Linked DNA regions of Ovis aries: region 1 is linked to region 2. The links are chromatin contacts, called in public Hi-C maps. All regions are on one chromosome and are shown on one strand. The core of a region is the stretch at or near the end of the contact, and the rest is flanking DNA. Distances in the headings are between cores, read along the strand shown. Region 1 holds the start of ACTB (actin beta). Region 2 overlaps RNF216 (ring finger protein 216).

Region 1 (6,107 bases), core at 1,147-3,646, 130 kb after region 2:
CGCGCCTCCTCCCTCTTCCTCCGGCCGCTCCACTTCCTCTTTCCCTCCTGCTGCCTCTCTCAGCTCCTCCCAGCCCCCCAGGCTAGCGACTCAGCCACCCCCCAACCCTCCATCTTCCCAGGGTCCTTTCTCAAGGCCGAGGACACCCAGGGGTCACTGATGCACTGTGACCAGAGCCGGTGGGGGGGTGGGTTCGGTGGGAGGAGATGGGGAGATGGACGCTGGACAGAGACCTGGAAGGACTCGCCTCTGGTCAGCGAGGCCGGCCCTGTGCAGTTGTCTTTGGTGGGACGGAGGTGTATGCTGCAGATCCCAAAGGACTCCCTCAAGGAAGGGGCCTTCTGGGATGGGCCTTGAAGGATGCATAGGAGACCACCAGGCTGCTGCAGACACAGATGGCCAGGAATCCTCCAGCCCGTGGTGGGTGGGTGGGGGGTGGGGCCCCTCTCTTGAGAAGAGGTGCGATGGCAGCCTAGGCCCTGCCTCCCAGGGACTGGCCTTGATCTCCAGCCCACAGAGCCTTTGGGGGCCACCCGAGTCTCGCACGTGTTGCCCCATGGCCCCTATTCCCACCACAGCTCCTGCATCACAGGGCTGGCAGGTCCCAGGGTAGCTGGCCAAATGCCCGTGACTGAGACACAAGGCCAGGGACAGGGCAATCTGGTCCCAGGGAGGCAGGCAGTGGATGGATTGGAAACATTCACCCAGGCCTGGGGTGGTGCTGGGGAAGCTGTCGAGAGCAGTTCCCTGGGAATGCCAGCCTGCGGCTCTAAGCCTCGGGGGCTCTGCTTCGTGCTGAGAGCCGGTCACTCTTCCTACCTGTTTGTGGCCTCGGCAACCTTCAAAGGCCCTGCCACCGGCCTCCTGCAGTGGGCTGGACCAAGCTGCCTCTTCCCTGGCCAGATTCCACATCCATATATGGACTAATCTTTCGCTGGTTTCAACACACACTCAGTGAGCACCTACTATGTGTAGCAAAGCCCTAGGCAGGCCTGGGGTGCCTGCAAACAGACCCCTGGGGACAGGCAGGGCCCCCACCTGGACCACCCTCTCCTCTGTGTGATAATTCAGCCTGTCACCACCTCTGAGAAGCCGCGTGTTCCCCCAGGCTGGGATTCTATGCCCTCTTGGGTGCCTCTTTGCCAAACGCTGACCACTGCTGTCCACCCTCTGGGGGGAGGGGGCAAGCTCTCCCTGCTAGACTGGCAGAGTTCAGATCAGGGAACCACCCAGAACACTGCAGGGCACCCAGGTCTGGCCCAGTGTTCGGGGGAGGTCCAGGGCAGGTGCAGGTGTGCTGGGCCTTGGCTGAGGGCAGCTGGTCTTCAGGGGCTGTCACTGCTCCCCCAGCTCCCTCCCTCCTCGCCGGCACGCTGAGTGTCCTTCCCCAGTGCTTGGTGGCCTCCAGATGGTCCAGGGCAAGTCAGCTGCACGTGACAGGCAGACGATGGCCGGTGGGGCCCGGGCCCCAGAGCTGCGCTGAATGGCCCAGCCTGCCTGCACCCGGTAGAGCTTGGCAGCTGCCCGGGTTAACGGCCCAGGGTTGGCCTTGGCTGGGTGTGACCAGGCACTCCTGAGGCAGCCCAGCTCCATGGAAACGGTTCCTCTGTTCTACAGATCCCACCCCTGTCCAGTCCTGCAGCAGGGGAGGCTTGGCCAGCCGCTGGCCCCTGGGTGGGTTGGGGGAGGGCTGCCCTGTCCCTGGGAACCGGGGTCCCTGTTAAATGGCCACAAGCCCCGAGTCCCCGGTGTCAACACAGCTCTGAGCCCCAGGTCTGAGTAATACTGGCCCCCTTAGCACACTGAGAACACCCACTTAACAAGCGGAGCACCCCCAGTCAGAGGCCCTCCTGGCTTTCTGGACAGTTGGGCTAATGTTGGTAAGGGTGGAGGGCTCTCTGCCCACCCCTTCCCCACCACATCTGTTCCCTAAGCATGCACCCACAGCGACCAGGAACCCGGGCATCTGTGCCAACCCTTGCCCACCGGGGCGCTCACTACCCTGGGGGTCCCACAGAGACAGAGGCAGGTTGGGTGAGGGCCTGGGCCACGCAGGGCCAGACCCGGGGCAACTGCTCGGCGGGGCGGCGGCCTGGGGCTCGCACCCCCTGCCCGTGGGGCCGCCCAGCACCCCAGCGCGGCCAACGCCAAAACTCTCTCCCTCGTCTTCCTCAATCTCGCTCTCGCTCTCTCCCAGTCCATCGCTTTCTTTTTTTTTCTCAAAAGGAGGGGAGAGGGGGGTTAAAGAAAAAAAAAAAATGCTGCACTGTGCGGCGAGGCCGGTGAGTGAGCGGCGCGGGGCCAATCAGCGCCCGCCGTTTCGAAAGTTGCCTTTTATGGCTCGAGCGGCCGCAGCGGCGCCCTATATAACCCGGCGGCGCGAGGCGCAGCCACCGCCGAGACCGCGTCCGCCCCGCCAGCACAGGCCTCTCGCCTTCGCCGCTCCGCCTTCGCCGCCGGTCGACACCGCAACCAGGTAAGAGGCCCCCGGCGCCGGCCGGGCCGCTGCTGTGCCGGGGGGCCGGCGCCTCCTCCGGGCAGGAGGGCTCCCCCGGCATCCTGGCTCCCGTGGACGGCCGCCGGGCTGCAGAGAGCGGGCTCCTACGCTCCTCTCGCTCTGGGCCGGAGCTGCGCTCGGGGCGCGCTCCATCGCGGCCGGGGACGCCCTGGATCTCTGTCCGCGAGCGGGCGGCTTTGCTCCTCCAAGGTGATCCCGAGGCGGCCGCGGGGAGGGAGGGTGGGCGCGGCGGCGCGGCCCGGCGGAGTGGGGGCTGGGGGACACTCGTGCGCCTGCGCGCTAGGTTCGGGAAGTGAGGGCGGGGCGGCCGGCCGGAAGGGGTGGGGCCCCCGCGGCGCGAGAGCGCCTGCGCGCACTTCCTCCCGGGGCCGCCGGCCGCCTGGCGGGCGTGGCCGCCGCCGCGCGCCGGCCGGGTGGCGCTGGCGGGGCGGGGCGGGGCTGGGCTGGCGCCGGGTGGGTAGGGGGCGGAGGCCTGGCTTCCTGCCGCGCGCCGCGGGGGCCGCCTCCAACCCGCGTTTGCCTTTTATGGTAATAACGCGGCCGCCCGGCTTCCTTTGTCCCTAATCTGGGCGCGCGCGCCGGCGCCCCCTAGCGGCTCGAAGGCGCGCTGCGCCGGAAGTGGGTAGGGCGGGGGCGGCCGCGCCCGACACCCCCCTACACCCCGGCTCACCCCCTGGTTGTCCCCACAGTTCGCCATGGATGATGATATTGCTGCGCTCGTGGTTGACAACGGCTCCGGCATGTGCAAGGCCGGCTTCGCGGGCGACGATGCTCCCCGGGCCGTCTTCCCTTCCATCGTGGGGCGCCCCCGGCACCAGGTATGGCCCCAACCTGGGGGTCTGGCTTAGTGGGTGGGTCCTGGACTCTTCGGAGCTGGCGGGGAGGAGGAGGGAGGGAGGCCTTTTTGGTTTTCTGGGTGGGGAGGGGGGTCGGTGGGACTTGGCCAAAGCTGAAGGCGCCTCCTCGCTCCTCTCTCCGCAGGGCGTGATGGTGGGCATGGGCCAGAAGGACTCCTACGTGGGGGATGAGGCTCAGAGCAAGAGAGGCATCCTGACCCTCAAGTACCCCATTGAGCACGGCATTGTCACCAACTGGGACGACATGGAGAAGATCTGGCACCACACCTTCTACAACGAGCTGCGTGTGGCCCCCGAGGAGCACCCCGTGCTGCTGACCGAGGCCCCCTTGAACCCCAAGGCCAACCGTGAGAAGATGACCCAGGTCAGTGGGCCGCCCGGCCTTGCCTCAGCGCCCCTCCTTTCTTGCCCATCTTTGCCACGCCCTTTCTCACTTATTCTCTCTTCTGCCATTTTCCTAGGACTTTCTTCTCTGAGCTGAGTCTCCTTTGGAACTCTGCAGGTTCTATTTGCTTTTCCCCAGATGGGATCTTTTTCTGGTGTTTGCCTTTCTGACTAGGTGTTGAAAGCATAAAGTGCTGTGGGTGTAGGTACTAACCCTGGCTCGTGTGACAAAAGCCAACCGAGGTTGCTGCCAAGCAGCCTTGGAGTGTGTATTCAGTAGGTGCACAATACGTTCTGAAGTAAATCCCCATCCTGGGATCCCCAGCACACTTAGCCGTGTTCCTTGCACTCTTCTGCATGTCCCCAGTCTGGCCTGACTGCCCCTTGTGGTGTCCCAAGTATGATGTGGCCTGTCTCTCCCTACAGATCATGTTTGAGACCTTCAACACCCCTGCCATGTACGTGGCCATCCAGGCTGTGCTGTCCCTGTACGCCTCTGGCCGCACCACTGGCATCGTGATGGACTCCGGTGACGGGGTCACCCACACGGTGCCCATCTACGAGGGGTACGCCCTCCCCCACGCCATCCTGCGTCTGGACCTGGCTGGCCGGGACCTGACGGACTACCTCATGAAGATCCTCACGGAGCGTGGCTACAGCTTCACCACCACGGCCGAGCGGGAAATCGTCCGTGACATCAAGGAGAAGCTCTGCTACGTGGCCCTGGACTTCGAGCAGGAGATGGCCACCGCGGCCTCCAGCTCCTCCCTGGAGAAGAGCTACGAGCTGCCGGACGGGCAGGTCATCACCATCGGCAATGAGCGGTTCCGCTGCCCTGAGGCTCTCTTCCAGCCTTCCTTCCTGGGTGAGTGAGAAGGCCCTCCCTGCCTACCCCACATGAAGGTAACCCTGTGGCCACACTGGAGGCTAAGTCTGCCTTCTCTCTCTCCCCAGGCATGGAATCCTGCGGCATTCACGAAACTACCTTCAATTCCATCATGAAGTGTGACGTCGACATCCGCAAGGACCTCTACGCCAACACGGTGCTGTCCGGCGGGACCACCATGTACCCTGGCATCGCAGACAGGATGCAGAAAGAGATCACTGCCCTGGCACCCAGCACGATGAAGATCAAGGTGAGCGCCCAGCTGGAGGCGGACGGGGTGCTGAGGGGCGTGGTGGCTGTCAGCCGGTCCCATGGTCACCGGGGAGATGGCGCCAGGGCCCTCACTGCTTCCTTCTCTCTCTCCAGATCATCGCGCCCCCTGAGCGCAAGTACTCCGTGTGGATTGGCGGCTCCATCCTGGCCTCGCTGTCCACCTTCCAGCAGATGTGGATCAGCAAGCAGGAGTACGACGAGTCCGGCCCCTCCATCGTCCACCGCAAATGCTTCTAGGCGGACTGTTAGCTGCGTTACACCCTTTTTCTTGACAAAACCTAACTTGCGCAGAAAACGAGATGAGATTGGCATGGCTTTATTTGTTTTTTTTTTTTTTTTGTATTTTTTGATTTTTTTTTTTTTTTTTTTTTGGCGCTTGACTCAGGATTTAAAAACTGGAACGGTGAAGGCGACAGCAGTCGGTTGGATCGAGCATCCCCAAAGTTCTACAATGTGGCCGAGGACTTTGACTGTACATGGTTTTTTTTTTTAAAATAGTCATTCCAAATATTGTGAGATGCATTGTTACAGGAAGTCCTTTGCCTTCCCAAAAGCCACCCTCCTTCTCTCTAAGGAGAAGGGGCCAGTCCTCGCCCGAGTCCACACAGGGGAGGTGATTGCTTTTGTGTAAATTATGTACTCCAAAAAAAGTTTTGTTTTTAATCTTCGCCTTAATACTTGTTTTTTTTTTGTTTGTTTTTATTTTGAATGGTCAGCCATCACGGCCCCCTTTTTTTGTCCCCCAACTTGATGTATGAAGGCTTTTGGTCCCCTTGGGAGCGGGTTGAGGTGCGGAGGCAGTCAGGGCTTTCCTGCACACTGACTTGAGACCAGTTAAATAAAGTGCACAATTAAACACGGCCTGTGGTTGGTGGTGGTTGCGTGTTGGGGGCAAGGGTGGGGCAGTGGGGCCTCGCTGAGACACCTCTTTCCCTGGGGGTTCTTGGAGGGTCATGGGGGAGGAGTTAAGGATTCTAACCTCTCACGTTTGTTAGAGATGAATGCCCTGGCCTGGCCCTAGTATCCCCGTTTCTCAGTGGTTCTGATATTGAGATGCTTGAGTCAGGAGCCCTGGAGTTGGGGGTCTTTATACCCACCTCCGCAATTGGGTGGGGATCTTTGTGACTGTCTTCTTGGAATGGGGGCAGGGGCCTCCAAAGTCAGAGACTTTGTCCTCACCTTCAGAACC
Region 2 (5,816 bases), core at 2,546-5,045:
CTTTTCCAGGGGATCTTCCCCACCCAGGGGTCAAGCCCAGGTCTCCCGCGCTGCGGGCGCCTTCTCTACCCCCTGAGCCACAGGGGAAGCATCAGAAGCATCAGAGTTGAGGCCGCAGGAGTCCTTGAGCCTGCCGGTGGAGCTCCTGCTGGGCTTGAGGAGCCTTCTGCCCCTTGTCACCTCAAAGTCACGTGGCCAGCAGCTGTCGACATCAGGAATCAGATTGGGGGTTTTCTTATCGCCTGTGTGTTTTTAGGTGTGGTTTTGGTATGATAGGTTGGTTTTTTAGGAGTCCTTGTCTTTTAGAGATACAAACTGAAATATTTACAAATGGAGTGATACATAGTCTGCGATTTGCTTGGAAATTGTACTGGAAGAGAGAGAATGGCAGAGCAGACAGAGTTTAGGGGAGCCGAGATAGGCCACGAGCTAGCAGTTTATAAACACGAGTGATGGATACATGGGGCTCATTATATTATTTATGTTTGTGTGTATTTCCATTTTTTCATAACAAAGTAATTTGAAAAACAATAGAAATCTAGATGGGTTTGAATTCTGTGTCTGGGCTCTGACCTACTTTGGTTTGCTGCTTTGAGGGCACCTCACTCTTGGAAACGGGTTAGACCCTTCACTGAACTGTCCCATTTCATGGCGTAGTCACTTCCTTAAGAGATGAGGAAAATTCGTGACATAATAGGACAGTGTCAGCAGCTGTTTGTGGGAAGATTAAAGGGCTCATCATCCCCGAGGAGTGAGGGCTGCGTGTGTGGGGTTTCTCTGTGAGTGTGAGGTTCTTCTGTACACCTGGTGGAGCCCTGATGTTTTCCAGCCTCCCTGGGAAACAGACTTGAGCTGCCTGTCAGGAATCCTGAATGGATTGCTGGACCGTCCCGTAACCAGTGAAATGGGTTCCAGGGTTCTGGGGCCTGGCGCAGAGCCCTGCCAGAGGCTCAGGCACAGCCCTCAACAGATTCTCTTCCTCTGGGATGCCTTGCAACCTGCTGTCCACCCTTGAGGCGGGGAGGAAGACCAGATGACCTTTTGAGTGTCCTTCCAGTCCAGACACTCTGATTTCTAGAATACTGAGGACTTTCAAATTGGCATTGACATTTGGTTTTCAAAGAGAAGTAGGCTAAGAGAACTTCTCAGATCAGATCCCTGTAGCCCCATAAAAGCACTTTTCACTTTTATTTCCCATCAGAAGTACAAATATGAAAAGCATTTTAAGTTTCAAAAGCTCCCTACGTCTGATAAGGTGATCCACATTTTAGCCCAAAGAGAGTGAAACAGATCACGGGTTTTTTTCTCTTGTCTTTGACAACAGCTTGTGCTTTTGCCTTCCTCTCCCCTCTTCTGTCACATTTTGCTGCTAAAAACATCTGTTGCTCCCTGTCTTGTTACCACAGCCCTCTGGCCACCTATTCTCTCCAAGGCTAGCACCTGCTCTGACCTGACCTTATCTCTGCCAGCTTGGGTCTTTTTTCCCCAGGTGGCACCCTTGCCCCTAAAACCTTCATTCCAGGGCTCTGCCTGCATGTGGGTCCTTCCCTCTCTGGACTCAGTCCTTCCTAAAAACTTCTGTCTGGTCACCATGCAGAAGCCCCCACAGGGTCTTGCCCCTTATCATCCCTGACATTTTTTCCCTCTTCTCTGAGCACATTCGTTAGCCACCCCCTCAGCCTAGACTTGTGGCAGGGCAGGTGGGACTCTGCTCTGTGGGGCTCTGGTCAGATCTGGTCATTCAGATACTGACTGAGCGCTGCCAGGCCTGAAGAAACGCGACGGGGCCGCCACAGCCCTCCTGAGCTCTGAGCAGGGGAGGCCAGCCCCGCGAGGACGGGAGCTGTGACGGTGGCTGCTCCCAGAGGCAGGCGAGCACACTGCCAGGAAACGCTTGTGCAGGAGCGGAGTCTCAGCCTGACTGTGGCCTAGTGGGTGAAGCAGGGGACCAGGCCTCTGACATGAGCGAAGCGGCGTGAGTGGCCAGCCAGCAGGCGGTGTGACGGAGCAGGAGGATGTGGACTGGGAAGAGAGGCAGACCCCAGATTGCGAGGGCTTCGCAGGGCAGAGTGGGGACAGTGGGTCTGGTTCTGGGCACTCCAGGGAGCTGTTGACAGCCCGGGTGCTAGTGATCACAGTGCCAGAAGGGTGGCCCTTGAGCGCCCTGAAGGAGGGAGCGGGAGGTGGGCAGGGCTGAGGTACAGAGCGTTCGGGGAGCTGGGCAGTCTGGTCAGTGGTATTATCGTGAAGGGGCATTTCTGGTGACCCCAGACCTGAGTCACTCAGCGCCCGCATGGCCCTCGGCCAGCAAACCCTTCGGTCCCGAGGCCGGCTTGTTCATGCAGTGCCTCGAGCGCTTGTGTGGCTTCCTTCTCCAGAAGGCCTCGTGGGGTTGGATCGGCCTGGAGAGACACGGTCTTCTGAGGGCTGTCCGGAGCTGCCGGGGAGGGGCAGCAGCGGGCAGGAGGGGCGGTGGAGGTGCCTGCCTGGGGCCAGCGGTGGACATAGTCAGCCCGGTTGTCCCGGAGGCTCCTCCCTGCGGTGGGGCTTCCCCAGCGCGCAGCCCCCCATGGGTTGGAGGGGTGTTGGGAAGGGGGCCCGACGGAGGCCAGGCGCGTCCTTCAGCAGCTGCTGCTGCTCTGTGCTGGCTCCACACCGGCACGTGTGCTGTTTTCAGTCCTGGGTGCTTTTTAAACATGGAAGGAACCACGTAACCATCAGAGTTTTTTCCCCACACATTTAAAAAGACTTGTTTTCCAGCCGAAAGCATGTTGGATTAAGCTTAATTTCTCACTCAGATGGGCCTATTTCCCTAACTCTGATGTGCATACAGAGATCTGCCAGATTTTCCTCTTGGAGTGTGTTTCCCCAGCTGCTGGGAGGCCTGCTTTTTTTTTTTTCCTGTGGGCCTCCTGACAGAAATGCAAACCATTTACGGCCCTGTGGTACCAACTGCTGTTTATTACCACAGGGACTTGGATATCGGTGTGTTTTCCCAGGAGCTGCGTTTATCTGGGGCTGGTGGCACCTCCCCTGCCCCCCTGAGCCATCCGGGTGACAGGGCCCAGGTTGGCTGGGCTGCAGGGAGAGCCACAGCCCCTCCTCCAGAGTGAGGTCACCTCGCTGCCCAGCTCCAGCCCCAAATCCTCGTTGTACAAGGAAGTGAGGTCTGTTCCTCAGAAGTGATCTGATTGTAACCATGTTTTCTGGGACTCACAAGCACAAACCTTTTGATGCCTTGTTTTGTAAAAGGTACATTTTCATAAAAATGAGGCTTGATGCCATTCCTCAGTAAATGTATCGCTGTGCAGGCTAGGCTCTCATCGGGGAGCTGTGTGGCTGGGGCTTTGCTTTTCCCTTGCCGAATGCCAGGCGTGCACTGTCCATCCAAGGGTGGCTGAGAGGAGAACACTTGCTTGCTGCCAAAACCACAACAAATGACAGCTTTCCGTTCTGTCATCTCTCAGCTCCACTGCTGGGCAGGCAATTCATTTTTCTACCATAAAAGGGCAACGAAGCTCGCGCAGAGCCGTGTGCCTCTGCCCTGCAGTGAGAAAGCAGAAGACATGCCGGGAGAGGACCACACCACGGGAGGCGCGGCGGCCCGGCCCACGGCCCTGTGCAGGCCAGGCTGCCGAGCAGCAGCTTCCGTCACAGGGAGCAGGGCGTGGAGGGCCTGCCAGCCCCCTGGGTGCCGTCACACTCACACTCATCTGGTGGGGAACAAGGGTGTGGTTCCAGCCCTGTCAAGGGGCCGGCACTAGGCCTGCCCAGGTGACTCTCCTATTGGCATGTGCTTTTCTCCATCTGTAACTGTAGACGCGGGATTTATGAGGGGTAGAGGGGAGTCATACAGCCCAGGCGTCTTCACTGAGCAGATGAAGCAGGCAGTTCACACAGCTTGAGGAAGTGATCAAACCGTCGTCTTTGTGTTATATGAGAACTCCTTGTCAGGGACCGCTCTAATCCCTCTGTGTCCTCAGCCGTCCACTGGTGCACAGTTTGACTCAGGTGAGTCACAGAAATCTTGACTAACAGAAACACAGTTCCTGATTGATGGGTTTGTATGTCAGTCAACCAGGGTTTCAGACAAATACCTGTGCTGTATAGTTCCAACTCATGTATCCTTTAAATTCATAAGTAAAATTCATGGATCCTTTAGGTGATTGTCATTAAACGTGCAGAGTTGGTAAAGGGTAGATAGAAAGCAAACGCTTAGCAGTTTTGACAACATACGGAGCGCTCCAGAGATAGTGATTGCGAATTTCCTGCCCCGTACAACCTGGCAAAGGAACCCGGATGCCAGCTCAGCACAAACTGAGCGGCAGCACAGAAAGCAGTGTTTCAACAGGAGCCCTGCGCCAGTGCACGGCTGCCTGCGCCGACGGCCGTTTGGGGCCTCTGCTTTCTCCGAGGGGAGTGGCTGCCGCCCCGGAGAGGGCACTGTGCTCGGGCTGAGCCAGGAGCAGCGCCCGCATCTTTCAGCCTAGCTCCCTTAAAGACTTTCCTGTAGAGGAGAACTGAGGTTTGTTTTATCATTTAAACTTACCTTAACTCTTAACTGCGCATCTGATTTCATGGCGAATGCTGGAACTGAGCTGAGCACATTCCTAAGGGAATAAAAATCATGTCCAAAAATCTTGCTGGTCTGCAAATTTAGGAGGAAAGCAAGGATTTTCAAGGTTAAATTTTATTGCCCAGATAGTGCTGGTGGTCAGAGTAGATTCTGAGCTCACTGGCTCAGAACCAGAGGTTAACTCAGAAGTCCTTCCTGAAGGAGAATGTCACTGGATGGAGGTGGCGGAAACGAGCTCAGTGTGAACGGCTCAGTGTCGCGTCCCTCAGCCTCGTTGGGGAGCGGAGGGCTAGTTTAAAACCTTGTCCTTCCGGGAGGTAACGGTCTTCAATTGGAAATTTACACAAATCATTCGTAGTATGCCCTTCCTAAGGTCTTTTTTTCTCAATAGTGTAAAATTGAGTATCCAATCAATCTATCAGAAAGCTAATTGGTCTGTTTTTCCTTGATGCCTCTCAAGACCTTCACTGCCCTTGGAGTAAACAGAACAATTCCACACAGAATTCCTCTCTTCTGTGCATCTCACACTGTCTTTCCTTGTAGAAACCTTGGAAGCCCTTGGTTTTTTGTGAGAAGCAGGAAGTGGATTTCATCTTCAAGAACAATTAGTAATTCTTATTAAGTGTAATTTTGATAAGGCTGATTTCTCAAGCAAGCAGCACTTCTCTCTTGGACTGAGTCTCCCCTTCCCCATCCATCACTGTCTACGCATGCCTGGGCGTCCTGACCATGTGGTGACTGGCTTAGAGACATCAGCCTGCTTGCTTCCTAATTTGGTCAGAGTATGCTTCAGGCAGCCTTGCCTAACTAAGAAAAACACGAACACAGGGAGTAGCTTTGATACAGCAAAGGGGAATTTCCTTTTATCAAGAGACCTGCAATTTGCCTCTTACTTCCTCTAAAAAGAAGAAGTCACACTTTCGGAGGCTATGGCTTGCCCTGCAGGTGCCTCTTTGAGCTTGCGTCTTCACGCCGGCCTCTCCAGCCAGTTCCCACTCTGTCTCCCGCTCCTCCTTAGTGCCTCCCAGCACTGACAGTTCAGTTTCATTCTTAAGGATGCCCGTTTTCCACTTGCGTGTTCATCAGCAGGAAACAGACTGCGTGTGCATGTTCATATAAGGACATACACCAGAGGGGGGCAGGCTTTTTCTTTATTATAAAGGGCAAGATAGTAAATATTAAACATTCTAGGAATTCTGGGCCAGGCACGATGCTCAGCTTCGCCTTTGTCACCTGCACA

What was found. A called contact is a pair of places that touch in the nucleus more often than the background predicts.
Region 1: a contact with region 2 is called in a Hi-C map of blood, with 3 times the contacts expected there. The contact joins the promoter of ACTB here to the enhancer-like site in region 2. A contact is called at or near these places in 2 of 16 Hi-C or Micro-C datasets (both in blood).

The regions. Positions count from the first base shown.
Region 1 is chr24:39,218,305-39,224,411 of ARS-UI_Ramb_v3.0, forward strand. It overlaps ACTB (actin beta), which reads left to right and starts at 2,397. Exons shown (of 6, transcript NM_001009784.3): 1 at 2,397-2,476; 2 at 3,208-3,336; 3 at 3,500-3,739; 4 at 4,186-4,624; 5 at 4,714-4,895; 6 at 5,012-5,781. The coding sequence starts at 3,214. The coding sequence ends at 5,155.
Region 2 is chr24:39,091,691-39,097,506 of ARS-UI_Ramb_v3.0, forward strand. The region is part of intron 11 of RNF216 (ring finger protein 216); the gene reads left to right. Among named protein-coding and RNA genes, the nearest start is that of RNF216, 56 kb to the left of the region's middle. Within about 2 kb of position 3,796, at least 35 of the 54 cell types and tissues checked have an H3K27ac peak or open chromatin away from gene starts, as enhancers often do.